Linked DNA regions of Pan troglodytes: region 2 is linked to region 1. Evidence: chromatin contacts called from public Hi-C data. All regions are on one chromosome and are shown on one strand. Each heading gives the region's core, a stretch centred on a gene start, on an enhancer-like site or on the middle of the called end of the contact. The rest is flanking DNA. Distances are from core to core; before and after follow the strand shown. Region 1 overlaps SHC4 (SHC adaptor protein 4). Region 2 overlaps GALK2 (galactokinase 2).

The links. Hi-C and Micro-C count contacts between places; a contact is called where the count stands out from the background.
Region 2: a Hi-C map of induced pluripotent stem cells shows a contact between it and region 1, with 1.7 times the contacts expected there. The contact joins two enhancer-like sites. A contact is called at or near these places in 4 of 7 Hi-C or Micro-C datasets (blood, induced pluripotent stem cells and stem cell-derived neural progenitor cells) and 1 of 1 other capture datasets (stem cell-derived neural stem cells).

The regions. Positions count from the first base shown.
Region 1 is chr16:40,841,370-40,845,469 of NHGRI_mPanTro3-v2.0_pri, forward strand. SHC4 (SHC adaptor protein 4) reads right to left here. Exons shown (of 12, transcript XM_054666913.1): 7 at 3,727-3,850; 8 at 1,971-2,142. Among named protein-coding and RNA genes, the nearest start is that of EID1, 22 kb to the right of the region's middle. Within about 2 kb of position 2,067, at least 2 of the 24 cell types and tissues checked have an H3K27ac peak or open chromatin away from gene starts, as enhancers often do. A contact at or near this core is called in induced pluripotent stem cells, where this site is marked.
Region 2 is chr16:41,200,067-41,204,166 of NHGRI_mPanTro3-v2.0_pri, forward strand. GALK2 (galactokinase 2) reads left to right here. Exons shown (of 11, transcript XM_063794121.1): 4 at 3,578-3,701. Among named protein-coding and RNA genes, the nearest start is that of GALK2, 61 kb to the left of the region's middle. Within about 2 kb of position 2,360, at least 1 of the 24 cell types and tissues checked has an H3K27ac peak or open chromatin away from gene starts, as enhancers often do. A contact at or near this core is called in induced pluripotent stem cells, where this site is marked.

The DNA.
Region 1 (4,100 bases), core at 817-3,316:
AAATAAAGAGCTTCTAAGCACAGCAAAAGAAACTATCAACAGAGTAAACAGACAATCTACAGAATGGGAGAAAATATTCACAAACACTACGCATCCAAAAAGGTCTAATATGTAGAATCTATAAGAAACTTAATTCAACAAGCAAAAAACAACCCCATTAAAAAGTGGGCAAATTTCATGAACAGACATTTCTCAAAAGAACACATACAAGCAGCCAACAAACATATGAAAAGATGCTCAACATCACTAATCATCAGAGAAGTGCAAATCAAAACCACAATCACATATCACATATCACATCAGAATGACTATCATTAAAAAGGCAAAAATACAGATGCTGGCAAGGCTGCAGAGAAAGGGGAATGCTCATACACTGTTGGTAGGAATGTAAACTAGTCCAGTCACTGTGAAAAGCAGTTTGGAAAGTTCTCAAAGAACTTAAAACAGCACTCAAACATTTGACCCAGCAATCCCAACTACTGGGTATACACCCAAAGGAAAATGAATTGTTCTATCAAAAAGACACATGAATTTCTATGTTCATTGCAGCACTATTCACAATAGCAAAGACATGGAATCAATCTAGATGCCCATCAATGGTGGATTGGATAAAGAGAATGTGGTACATATACACCATGGAATACTATGCAGCCACAAAAAAGAATAAAATCATGTCCTTTGCAACAACATGGATGCTGCTGGAGGCCATTATCCTAAGTGAATTGACACAGGAACAGAAAACCAAATACCACATGTTCTCACTTATAAGTAGGAGCTAAATATTGGGTACTCATAGACATAAAGATGGCAACAATTGACACTGGGGACCACTAAAAGGAGGACGGAAAGAGGGGGGCAAAGGCTGAAAAGCTATCTGTTACTATGCTCACTACCTGGCTGATGGGATCATTTGTATCTCAAACCTCAGCATCATGCGATATGTTGATGTAACAAACCTGCACACATACTCCCTCAATCTAAAATAAAAATTGAATTTAGTACACATGTACGCAAAGAAGTGAACAATAGACACACTGGGGCCTATGTGAGAGTGAAGGGTGGGAGGAGGGTGAGGATTTAAAAACTAGCTACCAGGTGTTATGCTGATTACCTGGGTGACAAAATTATCTGTATGCCAAACCCCTATGATAAACAATTTACCCTTGTTAACAAACCTACACATGTACCCCTTGAGCCTAAAATAAAAGGTGGAAAGAAAAAAACTAAAACAAAAATAAAATAAAATAAAAGTTGAAATTACAAAAATAACAACAACAAAAAAGAAGAGGGGTCAAACATTATAAAGAGATACAGAATACTGAAGAAGGAAATAGATTTAGCAATTAAACCACTGGTGACCATTGTAAAAGTAACTTCCATCAGATTGTCAAGCAGAGTTCAGATCTTCCAGTATAGTGCACATGTTAACACAAAGACAGGGACAATGCTTTCTAGAAGTTTGTGGGTGAAAGGAAGATGACAAGGAGGTGGAACATTATTAGGTTGGGTTGAGGGAGTCCAAGTTTTTTGCAGGCAGAAGGAACCAATAGAGAAAGAGTGAAGATTGAGACAGACGTTACTGGACAGAACTAGGACACAGAGTTGGCAGGAGAGGATTGGATGAGAAGCACAGGGAAAAGATTAGCTTTGGAGATAGTTGCTAAGGAAGAGAAGCAAGGAGAACATGGGCAGACTTAGAGCTGTGGAGGGGTGAAGCTGAGGATAACATGTTGGATCGCCTCAGTCTTCCCAGTGAAGTGAGATATGAGATCATCTGCTGAGGCTACAATTGGGGGATTAGGAGTAAAAATGATCTAGTGTAGCCTCTGACAGTTATTCACTCTCTGGCTCTGTATTTGAGGAAGACAGGACTTTCTCTAAACTAGCATTTGGAAATCCTCAAAGTAAATGCTCTAGTGATAAGGGCAGAATTGCATTGCTGGTTCCAACAACAATAAAACATTACATACCAAATAGCACAACTTTTCACACTGTATGGGGCAGTAAGCCATTTGTTCCGTGGCTTGAACTTTGATCCGCATATCTGAAACACCACCTACTGGTGGCTGCTTCCCTGGAATTTCATTGTAATATTCATGATCTTCTCTCTCCTCGGCATGGCTATCAATATGCACCTCCTCACTGTGAAGGAAAAAAGAATCCTCAAGAGGCTGGGAGAAAATTCAAATACTGTAAGGGATGCAAGGGGATCAGAACCAAGCAAATCATCCTGAAAAACTTTGCATTCATGTTTTCAGTTTATAGCTGTGCTTAAGTGATGTTAAACATCTGGATGGAAGCAGTCAGATGGTTGAGTTGTTTAGCTTTCTGTAGACAAAACGGGGTAAGCCAATAGAAAGTGCCAAGGGTGATGCTTTTGTGTCTCCTCCAGTGATAAAAATAATGATAATAACAATATATGAACTTCCTAAATGTAAGATATTTTTGTCATAAGATCATAAAAATACAAAGTATTCTTGAGTATCTCCAGCACACTTTGATTGTTCCATTTTGGAAATGTTTTGCCCAGATAAAATTTAAATATTGTTCTTCGGGTATAGGGCCTGTCCCAGTTTATTAAACCAAGAAGAAAAAAAAAATAAGAGAGCTATGGCCAGCTATCTTGTCTGCACAGATCTGGAGGAGTACATGGGATTAATAAAGAAATATTAGAACCATATGTGGCAAGTGGGTAGATTTATATAAACATGGAATTGTTTTTAAAATTGAAACAGGGCAAGACAAACAAACAAACAAACAAACAAACAAACAGACTTTTCTTCCAAATTGGAATCAGGGAAAGTTTCTTACTAAAAAAAAAAAAAAAAGAATAAATCAAGTCTATTTGGATTGAACTGATTCAACTGACAACTCACACAGTTTTGTTAGGTTCATTACATGTCAATAAAATGATAGCACTAAGACAGAAGTGCTATCCTGGGAAAAATTCAGCATCAAGGCCTCCTGGTAACACCCTCTCCTTTGCTGCCCTAGACTACCTCATAAAAGGAGATCTCCAAACCTAGTATTTGTTGATACACAAAGTGACATACCAGAGGAAAATGCATTTTAAAGTACCCAAGAGTTTTGTTTCTCCGGCATGAATTGTGTGAGCCAGAGGCATCACTGCATTCCACACTTGGTGGAGTCTGACAGGCCTGAAAGGGTTCAGCTTTCATTGCAGACTTTCTGTGCCTTAGAACAACCAAATCCTTGGGTCCCACCGTGTTCCACTCTAACCACAGTTTAGCTGAAGCCTATCTATTTACATTGCAAACCAACTGACAGGAATTTCTACAAGAGACATTTGATTCTTATTTTGCTCTTTGTTCTTGCTGTTTTTGTTTTTTTAACTGATATGTAAAGGATCTGGGGTTGAAACAAATCTGAGAAGTTTATTGATGTTTATTATTTTGATTTCAATTAATTAATTCAAAGCTCTTTATAGTGCTAGAATAACAGAGATAATCTATTCTTACTTTTAGTGAGAAGGGATCTCTTTTAATCTTGTTACAAAGCAAGAGGATATAACTGGATAAATATGAATGGAATGAAAATATTATTTTGTACTGAGACTGTGTCTATTTGTAAGAAAAAAATTACTAATTTTATTAGTTCATTTTAAAATGCCACATTAATGTTATATATACACACACAAATAAATATATACAGATAAACGCACACATATATATATATTGTCAAATTATTATAAAACTCTTGGCTGACCTTTCACAAGAAGTATTCAAAGAAGGATTTTTCAAGTACTGTTTAAACCGGAGTTCAAAAGCCTGCCCTATGGTACTTATGACGTCTTGGGCCATTCCATTGTGGCATTCCAATATGTGACAGGCTGCAAGAGGACATACAAAAAATAATATTATAATAAATTTTTAGAAAGAGAAGATTACATAAAATCAAAGTACTTCAAAACCATGAACTGATAATTGAATAAAAGGGAGCAGGACTACAAGCTCTCTGCAGCCATGAAATGGTATAAAGAATGCTTCACATTTCACATGAATCAAAGAGAAGAAAGATTCAAATTTTACATCAAAATATATCCAACACTTACAAACCGGGCGCTCAAGGCAGGGATTTGG
Region 2 (4,100 bases), core at 1,110-3,609, 360 kb after region 1:
CTTATTGTTTTTGTTTTTTTAATCCATTCATCCACTTTGTCTTTTATTGGGAATTTAGTCCATTTATATTCGATGTTATAGTTATAAGGTACAGACTTACTACTGCCATTTTGTTATTTATTTTCTGGTTGTTTTGTTGGTCCTCTCTTCCTTCCTTCTTGTCTTCCTTTGTGTAAAAGTGACTTTTTCTGACAATGTTTTAATTTATTATTTAAAACTTTTTTTGGGCTGGGCATGGTGCCTCACGCCTGTAATCCCAGCACGTTGGCAGGCGGAGGCGGGTGGATAATGGGGTCAGGAGATCGAGACCATCATGGCTAACACGGTGAAACCCCATCTCTACTAAAAAATACAAAAAAATTTAGCTGGGCATGGTGGCGGGTGCCTGTAGTCCCAGCTACTCAGGAGGCTGAGGCAGGAGAATGGCATGAACCCGGGAGGTGGAGCGTGCAGTGAGCTGAGATCATGCCACTGCACTCCAGCCTGGGCGACCGAGCAAGAGTCTGTCTCAAAAACAAACAAACAAACAAAAAAAGCCAACTTTTTTTGTATCTGTTACAGGTTTTTGTTTTGTGGTTACTGTGAGGCTTGCAAATAACATAACCAATTATTTTAAGCAGATGACAGCTTAACTCTGATTACAATGAAAATAAAAAAGAAATCAGCAAAAAGAAAACAAAAAAAACCCCCAAAACTTTACCTTAACCCCATTTCTTCACTTTGTCACTTTTTTTTTTTTTTTTTGAGATGGAGTCTCACTCTGTCACCCAGGCTGGATACAGTGGCGTGATCTCGGCTCACTTCAACCTCTGCCTCCCGGGTTCAAGCGATTCTCCTGCCTCAGCCTCCCAAGTAGCTGGGACTACAGGCACCTGCCACCACACCCAGCTATTTTTTCTTTTTTTGTATTTTTAGTAGAGATGGGGTTTCACCATGTTAGCCAGGATAGTCTCGATCTCCTGACCTCGTGATCTTCCTGCCTTGTCCTCCCAAAGTGCTAGGATTACAGGCTTGAGCCACCATGCCCGGCTGCTTTGTCACTTTTGATTGTCTCTGTTTATATCTTTTTATGCTCAGAAAGCTGTTTCAGTTACTATTTTTGATAGGTTTGTCTTTTAATCTTCCTACTAAGATACGAGTGTTTTAACACTATAGTTACAGTGTTAGAGTATTCTGTATTCATCTGTTCATTTACCACTACCAGTGAGTTCTGTACCACCATGTGATATATATTTTTTTACATTAATGTGCTTTTCTTTCAGATTGAAGAACTCTCTTTAACATTTTTTGCAAGACAGGTCTGGTGTTGTTGAAACCCCTCAGCTGTGTTTGTCTGGGAAAGTATTTCTCTTTCATGTTTGAAGGATAATTTTACTGGAAATAATATTCTAGTTCAAAAGTTGTTTTTCTTCAACACTTTGAATATGTCTTCCCCCTCTCTCTTGGCCTCTAAGTTTCCTGCGGAGTTGTCTCCTACTAGACATATTGAAGCCCCTTTATATGTTCTTTGCTTCTTTTCTTTTTCTGCTTTTAGGATACTTTCTTTATCCTTGACCTTTGAGAGTTTGATTAATATATTAATTGAGTTAGTCTTATTTGGGTTGAATCCTTTTGGTGTTGTGTGATCTTCTTATACCTTAATATTTGTATCTTTTCTTAGGTTTGGAAAGTTTTCTATCAGTATTTCACTGAATAAACTTTCTACCCTGATCTCTCTATCTCTACATCCTCTTTAAAGCCAATAACTCTTAGATTTGCCCCTTTTAAGCTATTTTCTAGATCTTGTAGAGAGGCTTCATTCTTTTTAAATTATTTCTCTTTTCTCTCCTCTGACTGTGTATTTTTATATAGCCTGTCTTCAGGTTCACTATTTATTTTTCTTGATCGATTCTGCTGTTGAGAGACTCTGAGACATTTTTGAGTTTGTCAGTTGAATTTTTCAGCTGCAGAATTTCTGTTTGAAATTTCAAAAACTATTTTAATCTCGTTGTTAAATTTCTCTGGTAGAATAATGAATTTCTTCCCTGTGTTATCTTTAAGTTTGTTGAGCTTCCTCAAGACAGTTCTTTTGAATTCTCTGTCTGAAAGGACATACATCTCCATGTTTCTGGGATTGGTCACTGGTATCTTCTGTAGTTCATTTAATGAGGTCATGTTTTCCTGGATACTCTTGATGCTTGTGGACATTCATCACTTATGGGCATTGACAAATTAGATATTTATTTGTCTGTGTAGTCTGGGCTTGTTTGTTCCCTTCATTCTTGAGAAGGCTTTTCATGTATTCAAATGGGATTGAGTGTGTTGTGCTCTAAGCCTGTGGTCCGTATGGGCATATCGGCACAAGGAGGTGCTCTAAGCCCAGGAATGCTGCAATTCTTCCTGACATCTAGAGGCACTGCCTTGATGAGTTTGGGTAAGGTAAAGGAGAATTCCCTGGGTTGTCAGGCAAAGTCCTCTTGATATCTTCCCTTTACTCCTCCCAGTCAGAAGTAGTCTGTCTCCATACTGGGCTGCCTAGAGCACTTCCATGGCTTCCACAGCTGGCACTGTGCTGGGTCACACCTGAAGCCTGTATAATACTGGATCTTGCCTGGTTACTGCTGATGTTTATTCAAGGCCCAAGGGATCTTTAGTGAGCAGGTGAATCCTGCCAAGACTGGGTTCTTCTCTTCAGGGCAGTGGATTCCCTCTGAATGAGGGTGGGTCCAGGAACTAAGTCCTGGAATTGACAGCTTCAGGAATCTCCTTGGTGCTTTACTTTGGCTGAGCTGGTACCCAAATTGCAAGACAGTCTTCTGTACTCTTCCCACTTCTTTCCTTAAGCTAAAGGAATCTCTCCCCAAACTGCACTTCCTGGAGTTGGGTGCAATGCGATCAGGCACTCCCCTGGCTGCCACAGCTGGTGTCACACTTGGTCACACATCCCAAGTCTACTGCCTCCAAGGCCGGTGCAGTACCAGGGCTTGCCCGAGGACTGCAGTACTTGCGGCCTGACAGCCTCTTAAGCTTATTCTGGGCACTAGGCCAGTTTAGTTAGCCAGAGGTGAGGTTGGTTGGGACTCAGGTTCCTCCTGCTGAGATTGAGAATTCTGTCTTGCCCAGGGCTGATCTAAATGCCCCCTCCTTGGGTGCTAGCAGAGTTCTGCTGTTTTGTGTTTTTCTGTAACATGGCTGCACTGAGTTCCAGTGCAAAGACCCACACTCACTTCACCCTCCCTCCCCCAAACACAGTTTCTCTGTCCATGCTGGAAGGGATCCTGTAGGCAATGCAAGACTGTCTTTCCTGTCCTCTTCAATTCCTCTATCCCTGATGTTATGTTAAAACCAGGTACTGTGATTTTCAGGTACTCACCTGAATTTTCTGGGTTCTTATGAAGGTGTTTATTGCATAGGTAGTTGCTCAATTTGGTGTAAGATCATGGAAGGGTTCTATTTGGCCATCTTGCTCTGCTTCCCTTTATTTTTATTTACTGTTAAAACCTGGCTCATGGTCAGTTTTTTCCTGTATGTAAACTTTCTTGAGGTGCTTTTGTTTTATATATTAGCAATGATTAAAAAAGCTTTCTCTTTTTTCTAGGCGAGCATATAGATTATTGTGGATATTCTGTTCTTCCTATGGCTGTAGAACAAGATGTGCTAATAGCTGTAGAACCTGTGAAAACGTACGCTCTCCAACTGGCCAATACAAATCCCTTGTATCCGTGAGTATTTAAAATTGCTAGTGTGTGTGTGTATGTATGGTTCTGTTTGTACCCAAATGGACTCTTTAGGAGACATCAAATTTGTAACAGGTCATTTAATTTATTGATATTTTGTACCTGACATTAAAAAAATTCTAAGGCCATTATTTATTGTTTGTTCATTTTGTTCATTTGTCAGTTCATTTAAGGAATATTTATCAAAGACTTATCATGTGCTAGACATAGTCTTAGATACCAGGTGATACAAAGATAAATAACTCTGTCCTTGTCCGATAGGTACTTATCATCTATTGATCTAATTATCTCCAGCAAAGTCAGGTCTGATGTTTTCCTATGTTACTATGGCACCTTCTAAGTATCTTGTCATAGCATCTTATTATGCTGTATTATTATTATCTG